Regions from separate parts of the Oryctolagus cuniculus genome. Here region 1 is linked to region 2. Evidence: chromatin contacts called from public Micro-C data. All regions are on one chromosome and are shown on one strand. The core of a region is the stretch at or near the end of the contact, and the rest is flanking DNA. Distances in the headings are between cores, read along the strand shown.

The links. Hi-C and Micro-C count contacts between places; a contact is called where the count stands out from the background.
Region 1: a contact with region 2 is called in a Micro-C map of ear pinna, with 4 times the contacts expected there. The contact joins the promoter of ZNF827 here to the promoter of LSM6 in region 2. A contact is called at or near these places in 2 of 6 Hi-C or Micro-C datasets (ear pinna and an unstated tissue).

The regions. Positions count from the first base shown.
Region 1 is chr8:18,876,917-18,884,568 of mOryCun1.1, reverse strand. ZNF827 (zinc finger protein 827) reads right to left here and starts at 5,602. Exons shown (of 15, transcript XM_051820031.2): 1 at 4,333-5,602. The coding sequence starts at 4,375.
Region 2 is chr8:18,668,866-18,676,002 of mOryCun1.1, reverse strand. It overlaps LSM6 (LSM6 homolog, U6 small nuclear RNA and mRNA degradation associated), which reads left to right and starts at 3,776. Exons shown (of 5, transcript XM_008267385.4): 1 at 3,776-3,928.

The DNA.
Region 1 (7,652 bases), core at 4,353-6,852, 210 kb before region 2:
AGAGGCTTTCTTTTGAGTAACAATTTTTAAGTCACCCCTCAAAGGTATGTATCCCACTCTCTGCTGTGAGTTCAGCACCCTTTGCTAAGGGTTATCTCCAAAAGTTAATCAGAACTTCCTTGATTTACAGGCAGTGGGATCATAATCCAACCCTATAGGGCAGGCCAATTTTTTTTTCTATAAATGTATGAGGCCCACCTAACAAACACAAAACCAAACACATGCAAACCTGCACAAGCACACACATGCACACACACCCACCCCCACACAGCTCTCTCTCGCACAGACACATACACACACAGGCATTCAGAAGCCAGAAGGAAATGACTGTGTAGAATTTTAAATCAGAAACCCAAAGCTTAGGTTAGTAGTGTCAGGTTAAAGGCTCACCCATCTCCAAAGCTAATTCGCTTCTGAACACTCCCACGGGTGTCTCGGCGAACAGAGGGAGCTAGGAAACCTTAGCAGGCCGGAGCCTAGCCTGGGGAATTGCTGGCACTCTGTGCCAGGGGCCGAGGCTCACCCCAGACTTGGTATCAGATAATACCAAGGGCTAGTCTGGATTTCCAGGACTAATCCACTCGAGGGTGGAACTTCCAGGTTCCCTGGAGTCTGTGCTGTCTGGTGGGAGGGCTGTGGGTTTTGTCCATCCAGGCTGTGCCTGGCCAGTATTACACTTAATAATACAGAGATGAACTCAAACACACGGAAAAGAGTCTCTCAGTAGCGACCCTGTAGGCTTTAGAACTGTTTAGTCATGCGGCTGGCGGAACCAGAGGCAAGGAGAGACCAAAGAGGAAATGAAAAGCATTCCAAATTTTCTATACATTCAGTTTGCACTCGTTTTCTTTTGCATTCTAATTTGCACTGTGCAGGTTCTATGGATTCTTAAAAACAATACCAATAATAGCTGTTAACCACTCTAGAATTTACTCAGTAGGGCGCAACACTCCAACCTATTACACCCATCACTCCTTTCTTTTAGGGTCAACTTCTAGCTCTGTCTCTCTAACTTGTTAAAACCCCAGCATGCCTTCTATCAGGCAACTTTAATCCCTAGACTTCCTACATTTTAATACAAAACAAATCCATCCTCCATATATAAACAAACAAGCAAACCGCTAAGCATTAGAACTGGGATTCAGGACCACAATTAAGCATATTAGACATGAAATACAAATTAAGACACTAATTCCTGTCCTCCACCTCCCCCCCCCCCCCCCCCCGCCACTCCTCTCCTCCCTGTCAATATTTATGACATCGACAGCACTTGCCAGTTTTTTCAAGACTCACTGGGCACTTAGCAAGCCCTGGGTTACTGTGACTGAATTGCAAAATACACCATTTGCCCAGAAATTGCTCTTAGTCCAAATGCAAATTGCTTACAAAACATGTGTAAACCATGCTTGGAGCAGGCGGCACACATCCACAAAAATCCATTCAATGCAAAGGTAAGTGGAAAAGCTTCGCAAATTAAGGCTGGAGGGACATTTACAGTGTTTCCAGAGGTAATTGCTTCTTACTTCGGTAAAAAGTGGCTTTATGTGACTGGAAGAGGGAGGGGATTTTTTTTTTTTTTTGAGTGGATAACAGTATTCAATTAGAGAACAGGGTGGGAGAGCCCACTCTCAAAATATAACTTAATCACCAGGCACCAAGGCGCAGGAGAGGCCCACCGAGCACTCGAGCTAAAATGGAGCCTGAATTTCCTCTCAGACAGAGAGGGTAGTCGCAGGAGGTCAGGGTCAAGGTCACCAGCAGGGCAGGCTGCAGCTGCCCGGCTGCGCTCCACACAACGGGACGGAAGGCGTTCCATCTCCGTCACAGCCCAAACAGATAAATCCCTTCTCCTCTCCCACCCTCCCTCTCACCCCGTCAGTATTTTTTTTTTTAAGGCAGGGGGAGAGAAGGGAAAAATGACCAAATAACCTCACTGCCCTGGTTTTCGCACACAAGCTCACCAGCTCCCAAAGTTGCCATCTAAGGGCAAGTTCGCAGGGAACACTGAAGCCCATTTTGTCCGAGCAGGGCAGGCCTCCCCCGACCCCCCGCCCCCACCCCCGCAAGGCTTCCCGCCGCCTCCTCCTCGGCCTCCCCCGCACGCCCCCGGCTGGGGCCCGGGAGCGCGGCGGGCCGGCCATGTGCACGCACACACTCCGCCACCAAGTGCGGCGAGTCGCCCGGCCCCCGGTCGGCCGCCGGCTCCCTCACCGCACGGCACTTCCCCACGCACGCCGCCGCCTGCCAGGGATTTCATGTGCATATAGATTACATATGTGATATTATCCTCAGAACCTCTAGCGGGCAGGCGAAGAAAGGGCTGCACAGGGGCTTTTTTTTTTTTTTTAAAGGAAGGGGAAAAAAAGCACAACCCCAGCCCTGCGCGTCGACTCCTGCGTACCGGGAAAGGGAAAGAAAAAGAGGAATGTTTGCGGAGCTAGCTGACTGCCTGCAAGTGCCCTTGCTCGCCACTTCGGCCGCGGCCCCGGGGCGACACGGAGCCGCGGGGGCGCCCGGCCCCGGCAGCCCCGCGCCCCCCTCGCCGCCCCGGCGGTCCCCCGGGCCGGGCCCCGCCGCGGCGATTCCGTGAGGGGGAGATCGATCGCGCTGCCTGTCTGCAGCGGAAACGCACACGCTCGCGCGCTGCCCGAGCCCGAGACACCATAACCTTAACCCTTCCCCCACCCTCCGTGAACTTCAGGTGACCGACCACGTCGGCCTGACACCCGGGCGGGCGGGCGCTCCGGCTCCGCTCCCCCAACCCCCCAGCCCGGGTTTTTGCAGGATCGGCTCCCGGCAGCGCCAAACCGCCGGCAGAGAGGGGAGCGGCGCGGGGGGGGGGGGGGAGCGAGAGGAGAAATTGACCCTCCGTCTCCCCCGACCCCTCCCTCCGGCGCCTCCCGCGTCCCCTCCTCCCGTCACCCCGCCCCACGCCTTCTCCCCTGCCCCCTCTTCCCTGCATTCAAGGAGCCGGGCGGCCCCGGGGGATATTTTTAGTTGCTTCTTTCTCCTGCACTTTTAGCTTTAGCAGCATCTCGGAACACTCAAAGCGGAGAAAGATTGGGGGGGGGGGGGGAGCTGGAGAGGGAGTGGGGGAAAAGTTAAGAGTCTCGCAAAGAAAAGCCGGAGGGCGGGCGCTGAGGGACCGGGGGCGCGGGTGGAGGAGGGGACGGGGACCGGGCCGTGCCGCCGGGTGTGTGTCTCCAGTTGGTGTGTGTGGCTGCCGCCCGGGAGGGCTGTGATGCACTTTAGTCCTGGACTCTGCTCAGGCTCGCCGGGGAGGGGGTTCTGAGAGCCCGAAGTCTCGCCCGGCTCCGTCTGCTCCCACTGACCCCGCATTTTATTGCGGCCAGGAGCCCTGCTCCTCCCTCCCCTCGCCTCTGCAGGGACCTCGCGCGCCGCGAGCCGCCCTGCCTCCTGCCTCCGCCTCGGCGCAGCTCCCGCACCCCACATCCGCCCGCCGCTGCCCGGCCTCGCCCCCCGCCCGGCCGCCCCGCAACACCCGCGCCCCCCCTCCACCTCAGCGCCCCGGCGCGCCCCCTCGCCCCGGCGCCGCGGGAGCAGCCCGCCCGGCGGCGCGTGTGTGCCCGTGTGTTTGTGTGCGGTGCCCCCACACCCTCCCCGGCCGCTCCCGCCTCGCCCGCCCCCGACTCCCCTCCTCCGCCGCCGCCTCCTCCACCTCCGCCTCCTCCTGCTCCAGCCGCCGCCGCCGCCGCTGCCGCCGGCGGCTCCGGGGCCGACCAACCCCGGCGCAACCTTTAGCCGGAGACGGACCTCTCCCTGGATCCCGAGCCCGGCGGGCGGCCGCGCGCCCTCGCCCCGGCACCCCCCAAACGCCATGTCACGGCCCCCGGCCCTCCGCGCGCCCCGACCCCCGCACCCTCGGGCACCGGGATCCACAAGGAATTTTTTTTTTTTTTTAAAGATTCCAACCTCTCCCACCTCCTCCTCCACCCCCCCCCATTAAAAAACCCCCGGCATCCACACTACTCCCCTCCTCCCTTCTCCCGCCCCCTCCCCCCAGCAACCCGGAGTGAGGAGGGGGAGGGGGAGGGGACGGGGAAAAAAAGCCCGATCTGAAGGGAAAAAAGAGGGGGGGTGAGAGAAAGAAAGAAAAAGAGAGAGAGAATAGAAAGGGCACGGGGCTGATCATCACCAACATGGCTGCCTCAGCATAGACCTAAACGAGGAGTAACCCGGGCTGTGTCTTTGTCAGTTTCACCTCTGTAACCCTAAACTAATGCAGAAAACAACGGAGGAGGCTGCGGAGGGGAAAGAGGAGAGGGAGGGCGAGAAAATGGCACGAGAGGAGGTGGAGAAGGGATGACTTACGTGAGGGAAGGCGCTTGGGCTGCTCCTGCTTCCTCCTGGGCATTTTCCCCCTTTTCTCACATTCTCCTCCTCGGTTAATGTGAGATCAAATAAACCCCCGTGGGGGCAGAGGCAGACACTGGCAGGAGCAGGGAGGTAGTTGGGGGGCGGGCGGGCGGGCAGGGGGAAACCCCTTCTCTCCGCTGTGGGCAATGGGTTGAAGCTGGTTTCCTGGAGCCAGAAGAGGGGTTTTCTTCTTTTCTTTCCTTTCTTTTTTTTTTTTTTTTTAAATTTTTGGTCGTGCACCTGGCTTGTCCGCGAGCGTAATATTCTTCAATGGAAACGGATCTAATAGGTGTGAGTGTGTGTGTGTCCTGTGCTCGCGTGTGTGATGGGAGGTATAAATAAATGAGTGCCGGTGCGGCGGTGTCTATGGCCGCGCTCTGTGTCTCCGAGCCCCTAACACTAATGTCGGGATCAAAGGGCAGCGGCGGCGGCAGCACAGCTCGCAGCTCGCTCTCTCGCTCGCTCGCTCTCTTTCTCGCTCTCTCTCTCTCCTCTCGCGCGCTCTCTCTCTCTGTCACACACACACTCACACACACACAGAAGCACAGACTGAGGGAAAGAGCGAGAGCTAGACACACACACGCGCGCGCACACACACACACACATACACACACACACAGCCAAGAGGAAGGTGCCCTAGGCTCCCAGGGCGGACTCAGCCTCAGATTTACAACCGCTCGGTCTGCAGAGACTGGGGGGCGCGCGCGCGGGGGTGGGATGGAGTTCTTCGCGTCTATCCCGCTAGTCGCCACATCTAGGGGGAAAAAAGTTTTTCCCACTCTTTCGACCACGATCGGCTCATTATTTTTCTGATTTCTGAAGAGGAGAGAGGTTTTGCTCTGAACTTTCTTTTGTTTATTCCACTGCGTTTTGTTCTGTATAAAAGGCTTCAAGGCTTTGGTCGCTCAGAGGAGGACTCCCTCACCCCCATCACCTGGACTCTGGGGGCTACACTCTCCCAAAACGTGCCCATAAAAATAATTTTTTAAAAAATAAAAAGACAGCATATGGTGCAGGCGATAAGGAGGTGGATGGTGTGAGTGGCTCGGTTTTTGGAGTTGTCCAGTGGAGTTAAAACTGAAAAATGCTGTCCTAAATGAGAATTACAGCCCCTTGACAAAGGGGGAAAATAAGATTAGGTCACCCCTGATGGGTGGTTCCAGTGCTACCTGATACTCCTGCACCAGGCACAGCAATCCTGACTTCTGAAATGTCCAGTTCTCCCCAGCAGCAAAGCAGGTAGGCGAAGTTTACCCTGCACCAATGCCAGTGTGCATTCTATGAGCCCAAGATACTTTTCATTAGCTGAAGCACACTTTGATTACTTTACAAATCACACATCGCTCTTCAAAGAGCAGCAGAGAGAGAGGGGAAAAAAACAGAAAAGGACGGGTCTCACTCTGGCACAAAAGGTAGTTGGTGAAAGAGGACTTGGGTCTCTTTGTGACTTGCAGTCATTTGGATAAAAGTTCACTCAGAGGTTGTTAATGATTTAAACTCCAAAACCTGCTACTATAATTGAAGTAAAAAATGGTCTGAAGAAGAGTTGTTTCATAAAACTCTCTTTGTCAAGGGAAACTTTGAACTTAGCAGAATACATTATGTGTCATGAGTCAGATGTAGCTAAAAAATAAAAAGGTGCATTATTTAACTACATCTTCCCTTTTTAGCTTTTGAAGAACTGACTCATCATCTTATTATGTTAAATATTTTCCTACCAATTTTTAAATAGACTTTTCCCTCAGAGGAGGTGGAGGCATGGTGCAGATAGAGAACATTCAAATGACACTCTATAAGTTTACGTGAATAACAGATGTCTCTTTGAGGTTCTGACTTAGTTCTGACAACTACAGTGGTGTTACAGAGAGCCATGGGGGTTAAGTTCCAAAGCACTCCTTTGAAAATAACAATAGGGCTTTATAGTGCACACTTTTATTAGCAAAGCTTAAAGAGCACTGTATCTCCCCAAAGATGTCTTTCATTGATAATGAAATCTCAGGATGAACCCCTCCCTGCCAGCTCCCACTGGAAGAACTAGCCTCCCAGCGACAAGTGTGCCATCTGAATGAAGCAATAGTTTAAAACACCTGCTTGAGTTCAATCTAAAACCAAAACAGAGAGCAGGCAAGTTTAACATGGTTTTCCTTAGCCTTAAAACACTGCTTCCTGGAATGTTGATTAAAACAAAACAAACAAACAGACAAAAGTAGTCCGTGAAGTTTCTCTGTGTTATCATTTGAAGTAGAACTACCTTTCAATTCAGAACAAATTCAGCTGGCCATGATTCTGTCTATTGTCAGTAGCGCTGCACTTGAAATTGATATTTGAATGATACATCAGACTAATGATACATCATTCATTCTAAGTCAACCCACTGCCCTGAGTGTGTAGGATCCTTCCCACCTAATACAGGGTACACAGAAGGTCCTGACACCCCACCACTGCTTCCTCAGAACCTTTGCCTGGGATGCTGAGTATCACTATTCTGCAATGGACACCTCACCACCTCTCCCTGAATTGCTGTGACTGCTTGCAATGTTTACTACGCTGTAATTGAAAACACACTTTAGGCCTTTCCTCAAAACAGAGTAGATTTCCTGCGACCTTTTAAAGGCATGGAGGCAAATGCTGTCAACTTTTAATTATATAGGTGTTCTATCAACAGCCAAAAGCATTTTTAAATTGAATTTATTCATACCTCCACCTCTTTCCAAAAATTATTTGAAGTTGTACACAACAATGGAAATGGAAATAAGGACAGGACAATCTCTGTTTAAATCTCACGTTGGTATCTCTGTGTTATAAAACACTCTTCAAGGTCATTTGCATCTCATCCTCAATTGCTCTCTGCTCAGGCAACACAAACTAATTTTAATGAAAGACTAACCTAAAATATTAGGAAGATAAATTGCTGAAGGTTACTATAATGGGTTTTAATATGAAATGAGTAAGTGATTTTGAGAATGTACGCCTTTTGAAGGCCCAAAGCTACGAACTGTTAGCAGGGATTATTGTGGACCATGGTTGCAATATTCTGTTTGAATCACTCCCATGGACAAAGATTTTAAAAGCTTATCTTTTCTTAATAATTAGAGCACTTTCTCCACCTCCATCTCCATTACCTACCAAATGTAAGATTAAAATAGATTGTGCATTCTAAGAAGATGTTTCATAAGCGCTTGCTTTCACAAGCGTAAATTCACTCCACGCTCAGGTATTGCTAAAGGTGGATTAGAAAAAGAGAGCAGCATTGTCCGGGAGGTCAAAATCATTCT
Region 2 (7,137 bases), core at 2,527-5,026:
ATTATAAATAATTTCTCCCACTTATAATGTTCACCTTTCAAGTTCATCTTGATTAAAATACAAGGGCAGCTTCACACCGATTTCACTGAATTTTACAGCTGAGAGAGGTTTTCTGGAGTTCACGGTGAAGCATAAAACATCACAGTATTTGGGAGGCTCTTCTCACTGGTGTTCAGACTCTGAGCCCATCTCATCTGAAACCTGTCATAGCAAAATGATGGCAAATGAAGTCCTAACATTTATTTAAACATCTCATGTGTTAGATCTGAAAACAAGTGCCCATGATGCAGAGTATATGCCTTCTTTGTATACAAATTAAAAACATACTATCTTTCCTACGAATTTTTCTCATCAGTGAATAAGTTTATATTACTTCTCATTGTCTTTAACAGATCATTTCATGTCCCATGATGAAAGCAGATAGATAATAGTGGCTCTAAGTACCCCCAAACTAGGATATCATAGTTTAGGTACAGACCGAAGGCCTAAGCAAGGTTCAGATCCATGCCAGTACTTCATCCCAGATGTGACATTGCTTGAACAACCAGCCAGTGTTCTTAGGAGCTTAAAGCTGGTGTTACATAGATGTGTTGAAGGGTGTTAGATAATCCAGTTCCATGTTCATGTTTATCAACATCATCATGACAGCACAAACTCCCACATGTTCATAGGGCTATTGGGTGTTTCTCAAAATAAGCTAGAGATGATAACCTTCTCTTGTGATCATGAAATATTGAGGGCATGGTTATTTAAAGGCATAGGTACAAAGAACTCCAGAAGCAGGGAACAAGAAATGTCAAGAGTTCACTTTAGTATTTTTATTCCATCATTTGTCTATTTTAAAAATAATAGCTTCAAGAGAATAAGAAAGCAAGCCACAGACTGGGAGAAAAAAGACTATTATCCAAAATATCCAAAAGAACTCTTGAAACTCACCAATGACAGAAGAACCATCTGATTAAAAAATGGGCCAATGACCTGAACAGAAACCAGAGAAGATGTACAGACTGCAAGCAAACATACAAAAGGGTTCTCCATATCATGTGTCATTAGAAAATTGCAAATGAAACAAGAGTGAGCCAGCATTGCACATCCATTAGAATAGGTGAAATCCAAAACACTGAAAATAGCAAATTCTGGTGAGGAGGAAGAACAACATGGACTCTCGCTCTTTGCTCCTGGGAATGCAAAATGGTACCACCACACTGGAAGACAATTCAGCAGCTTCTTAAAACGACAACAACAACAACAAAACAAACAATCACAATGCTGGGGCTGGCATTGTGGTGCAGTGAGTTAAACTGCTAACTGTGTGCATTGCAGGTGTCCCATATTTGAGTCCTGGCAACTCCACTTCCTACCCAGCTTCCTGCTAATGGCTAGTGTGCCTGGGAAAGCAGGGGAGGATGGTCCAAGTGCTCAGGCCCTGTCACTCACATGGGAGACCTGGCTGGAGTTCCTGGCTCCTGGCTTTGGCCTGACTCAGCCCCAACTGTTGAGGCCTTTTGGGGAGTGAATCTATGGATGTCTTTTTCTCTTTGTCTCTCCCACTTTTTTGTCAGTCTGCCTTCCCAGTAAATAAAATAAAACTTAAAGAAAAAAAAAGCAAAACTAACTTACTCTTCCCATTATGATTCAGAAATTACTGTCCTTGGGATTTTCCCAAATGAGCTAAAAGCTTACATGTACAAAAAACCTGCACAAGGATGCTTATGGCTGATTTGTTAAAAATTTCCAAAACTTGGAAGCAACCAAAATGCCCTGCGTTTATCAATGGATAAATAAACTATGGCATATTTGGACAATGGATATTACTTAATGCTTAAAAGAAATGTGTTATCAAGTCATGAAAAACACGTAGAATTCTGAAAATGTATATAACTAAGTGAAAGAAGCCCATCTAAAAAGGTTGTGCTGTGGGGTGTGCAGGGCGTGCACCACCAACTGTTTGTGCTATGATACCAGCTCTGTGACATTCTGGAAAAGGCAAAACCATGGTGACAATAAAAAGATCAGTGGTTGCCAGGGATGGGGCTGGGAGATATGCATAGGTAGACCACAGAGGACTTTTAAGGCAGTGAAATTAATCTGTATGATACTATAAATGTGGACCAATGTCACTCGGTATTTATCAAAAACAATAGAATGCACAGCACCAAGAGCAAACTCTACTGTAAATGATGAACTTGGATGCTAAGATTGTGTCAGCAGGGGGCATCAATTTTACAACTAAACTATGAAATTATTGATAGGATGCCTCCTGAATAAGCTCATGTTCATGTTTAGAGCTTTGAAGACTAGTTCTTGATGGACAGTGTTCAGAAAAAGTCTCATACATGTTTTCCTTGTATGGTGAGAGATACTGGAAAAAAAAAACTGTGAAATATGGAAAGATGCCTTGCAAGTTCGTAAAAACCAATACTAAGTTGCCAAGGGGACCCTGGGAACAGCCACACTTATGATAAGCTTGTTGGCTCATGGACTAATCCATGGTACCCAACCCATTTGTCTAGCTGGGGCCTGACCGAGCTGTCTCCCTTGGGAGAGCAGCAGCTGCTGTGCGGATGAACCAGGCCCTTAAACATGCTCACCACGCCCTGCCCACCACATCAGTCTTCATGGCTTCCTCAGGGCTCTGTGGTCAAAGAAAGCAGCTATGAATGGCAAACTTATCTTTTGAGTAATTAAAACAACCAGTGAGGCATGGGGTGCAATTTGATGTCTTTTGTGAACCAAGTTTTTAGGGCTAGAGCTTCCCATCTTATTACATGTGTTCTTTGCAGTTCATTATTTGATTTCAATGGTACTTTACATTACTTTCTACATTGCAAGAACTTCAAAAAGAGCCTGTGCAGGAAATCTGTAACTGTTTTGGTCTTTACCCAAACTGAGCTTTTCTGGAAGGATATAAAGAAGCCTTTCTTCTTCCTCAGATCACACCCACTTATTCTGTGCTCATGGAGTCAGTCAAAGGGTCTTCTGCCTTCAGCTGAGAGGGAGGTCACAAGAGGAGGAAATTCGTCTTAGAAAAAACCTACACATTTTACATCCCATAACATCCAGGTTTAAGAATGTGTTCTAAGGATATTATCACTTTGTTCCTAGTGTTACAAATCACGAACAGAATTAGAGTAGAACTCTTAAGCTGATGAGTGGGTGAGTGCAGGAAATCAAAGGAATCAAGTCTTGGAATACAGGAATCAATGGGTTTTCATTCTCCTCTTCATTTCTGTGAATAGCAAGAATATTGAGAATTCACCAAACCAAGCTCCCACAGCAGCAACGTAAACAAGGTCTGAACACCATTTCCAACTGGGACTGGTTTATCACAGAATGCAACTCAAGCCATTATAACTTGGAGTTACACTAGTGATGCTATTCTTTTTGTATCAATTAACATTGCCATGGAAACAATCCTCTTGCTAACAATGCCGTAGTCTTCAGACACTTAATATTCGAAGGTGAATTTAAAGACTTGAGGCTGCTTATTTTCTATAAATTATTCAAGGATATTTCTGGGTACGAACGCATCATCATTTTTTTTAGTGATTAAATTACAGTTTCCTATGAGTTCAAGTTCTTTCTTACACTTCTGCAGAAAGATCTTGCTCAAAAGATCACCTGCCGCTTTTTGGAGGTTTGTTTTGTCTCCATATTAGCTTTTCTGTTAAAAGGGGGAACTCGGGCGCTTGCTGCCTTAACCGGTTGCGCCAATTCTGCCCTTAAATAAACCCGGAGACTCGGAGCTGCGCGCTCCGGCGAGGTTGGACCTTTTCGGGTGCCGCGGGCTCCCGTAGTCGAGGAAAGCACTGATTGGCTGAAGCTGGAAAGTGCCGCTTCCTCGGCGGTTTCGGTTTTCGCTGCGATTGTCCGTGGAGGCCGGGCTTGGGGGCCGCCTGGAGTGAGGGTTCTGGATCCTGGCCGAGAGGTGAGCCGGACTGCCGCGTGGGCATACGTCGGGGCCGCGCGCGCAGCCTCAGGTTCGAGGCCCCCGGGTGCCGTCTCGCGGAGAAGCGGCGACTGCAGCGGCTCCGGGCCCGGGGAGGAGGGCCCGGCGGGAGCGGCTTGGCACCCCTGGAGGGAGCACGGACCTCGGAGCCCGCCGGAGCCGGTGCCGGCGGAATGCCGCGCCCACGCGCTCTCGAGCGGGCTTGGGGTGGCCGCGGGGTCCCGGGTGGTCGGCGCCGGGAGCGTGTGGTGAGCTGCGGCACCGGCTCAGCTCCCAGGGAACCCCGACGCTAGCCCGGGGATTCCGCGGGAAAGCCGAGCCCGCAGGCGGGTCCCGGCTCCGCCCGGTACTCAGGACCACGCCACGAGGGTGGCTACGGCAGATCTTGGGAGGAGCTGGGCGGTCGAGTCGGGGCCCCAACCCGGTTCCCATAGTTTTCTGGGCGGGAATGTGCACGTGCGAGCCGTGTGGGTATGTTGCTTCGGACGACTGAGAACCGCAGGTGCACCTCGCGTTGATAAGGCTCTCCCCGAGTGCCTTTCTCCCACCTCTCCCTATCAGTTAGACGGGACTGTTGTAGGCAACTTGGAAGTGGAGAAGCTAGTCCTCCCCAAATCCCACCAGCCACGGTCTCTTGCTGTTGTGTGTACTAGTTCGTGCTGTAGCTAAGACGGTACACATTTTATTAACAGTATCGATTTCCGCTTCCGTTTAAAAACTCCATCTAAGTATCTGTCATTTCTGGTTTTGTATTTCCCTTAGCTCGGCTGCCCAGTCTGTCATTGTGTAAGTCCCATACATTGCTTAGCTATTCCCCTACTGTGGAAAAATCTAAGTTGTTTTTCGGTTCCTGTTTGATTTTAGTATCCATGATAAGAAGTTTCCCTAACAGTGTTGCGGTGTTTTCTCGAGCTGGATTCGCAGAAATTACTACATTACATTCTGTAATCATATAAGGTGTTTCTTTAGTCTTCATACACATGGACAGCTTGTCCTCAAAAACAGCCCTAGTAGTTTACGTAATTTTAATACAACTGAGCTTATTTCATGAAAAGTCTGGTGGCTCATAATATATTTCCAACCTGCCAAACAGGGAGGTGGAGCGTCTGTTTGCAGGTGCTGTCATTTATGACTGCAGTGTTGGGCAGTTCTGCTTGCTTGAATCTTGTGCGGGAATCTGCAGAGGCATGTGAGAGTATGAGTGTGTGTGTGTGTGTGTGCACGCACATCCACGCGTGTGTGTATTTTGGAGTTACTGCGTAGGCTAACTGAACGTTAGAGCAGAGAGAGATTTCAGTGGTCATCTGGCATAATTCCCTTATTTTGCAGATGAGAAAGCCGGGGCCTTGAGAGGTGAAATGATGAGTTATCCAAGTCACAGCTAATTCGGTAGCAGAGCTGGAATTAGAACTCAGGTTTCCTGCCTCCCAAGTGAGTACTCTTCACGCAGCATCAGACAGACTCTCACCAAACTGTGGCACTTGGATTTGCTCCTTTTAGAATTGTGCCGAGTGACTTGTTGAGAGGTTTTAATCATCTGAGGTATCCATAGCACTGGAAAATGAAAGAGTGACATTTGCAAGGCCAGGACTAGAAGTTCATTACATAGAAAGGCCACCCCTTCAAGAACTTGACAGTTGTTTTCAGATTCCCTGTATCTGGGAATAAAATATCCCTAGTAAGATATAACTAACACTTCATCATCTGGTTAGACTGAACTGTGTTCATTTTCATTTGTTATACCTTGATGATTTCTTTAAAATTCTTGTTTTTAAGACCAGAGAATGGTGGATTTTTTTTTTTTTTAATTTTAGGGCTTATTGCAGGATCTCTCAGTGTAGTCAACATGTGGGACTAGCTAATCCTCCGCTGAGGGTGCTGCGCTGTGTGTGGCAGAATGTGTAGCGAGACTGGTGGTCAGTGTCCCCCAGGCACCAGCAGTACCCTCTGTCAGGTAGATAATCCAGAGATTTCCCAAGTTCCCCAAGGGAGGGGGCAAGACCACTTGCCTAGAGGAGTTACCTGGGGGACTTCCTGAGGGAGGGGGCAAGACCACTTGCCTAGAGGAGTTACCTGGGGGACTTCCTAAAGTGGAGATTGCAGTGCCTCTTGGCCTGAGTGTGCTTCAGGAATCTGCATTTTGAAGACATTCCTGCAGATTCAGACGCCCCTTGTTCTTGACAGCCCACAACCCTTCCTGTTTTCTCTTTTCCATTTCCCCCTTATTTGGTGGGCAGTAATAGCCTTACCACTAGGTTACTAGCTATTTAAATACATGCATGATAATGTACTGGTCACTGTACCCGTAATTGGGGCTAGCAGGCATGGGGCTGGCACAGGGGTATTGCTTGGCACTGGCCTTGAATTTCTCTCCCACAGCCTTAGGCAACCTGTCGCAAATCAACCTGACGAGGGCTGTGACAGGGTGGACAGAGGTGCTGTGAGTGGACGGACTTGGCCCTTGGAAGTAGCCTCCATTGACATCTTCAGAGGCCAGGCAGGCACTCCCGTGGGGAGTATATTTAGAGAGCTGTTCCTACTCGCTGTCTGATGCCCTCCTCAGACATGGATATGAGTCCAGTGCTGTGTTTACTTGAGTTATAAGGTTAGGCTCCCTTGCAATTTTTTGCTTCTCAAATTGTTTTCACCCTAAACTCTGAACACCCTAGCTCCCCAGGTGAACTTTGCCCAGACAAAGGATTTGCACATCTTCGGCTCGGTGGCATGGCTCAGAATCGCGCTGGGTGTGTTTCGTCCCACTGGCCGTGATGTGTGTTTGCAGGCTAGTTTACAGTAGTCATCACTAAAGGGCATTTCCCCTGCAATGCTACTACTCTTGGACTGAATCTCTCTCTCTCTGGCCATTCCCAGGTGTGACAGGAGAACCTTGGCGTATTCGGAAGGGCCGCTGTGTGTACCTTCGACAGGGCTCTGGCTTTGGGGTCAAGCCTTAGTTCTGCTTTCCACCTCACGGGCTTTCTACGTGAATCCCAGCTTTGGCTGAGTACAGTTTGGTCTTGTTTCCCCCCTGTTCTTTTCCCAGAAAACCCCGCAGGGAGGCTCCCAGGTATTCTGTGCCAGACCTCTTGGTTGCTTCTGACAGGAAATATACTGCCTCTGCCTTCGTAGCCGTTTAGGAAAATAGGTCAGTGAGACCAGGCCTGGGCAGGAGTCCGTGGAGGGGGAGG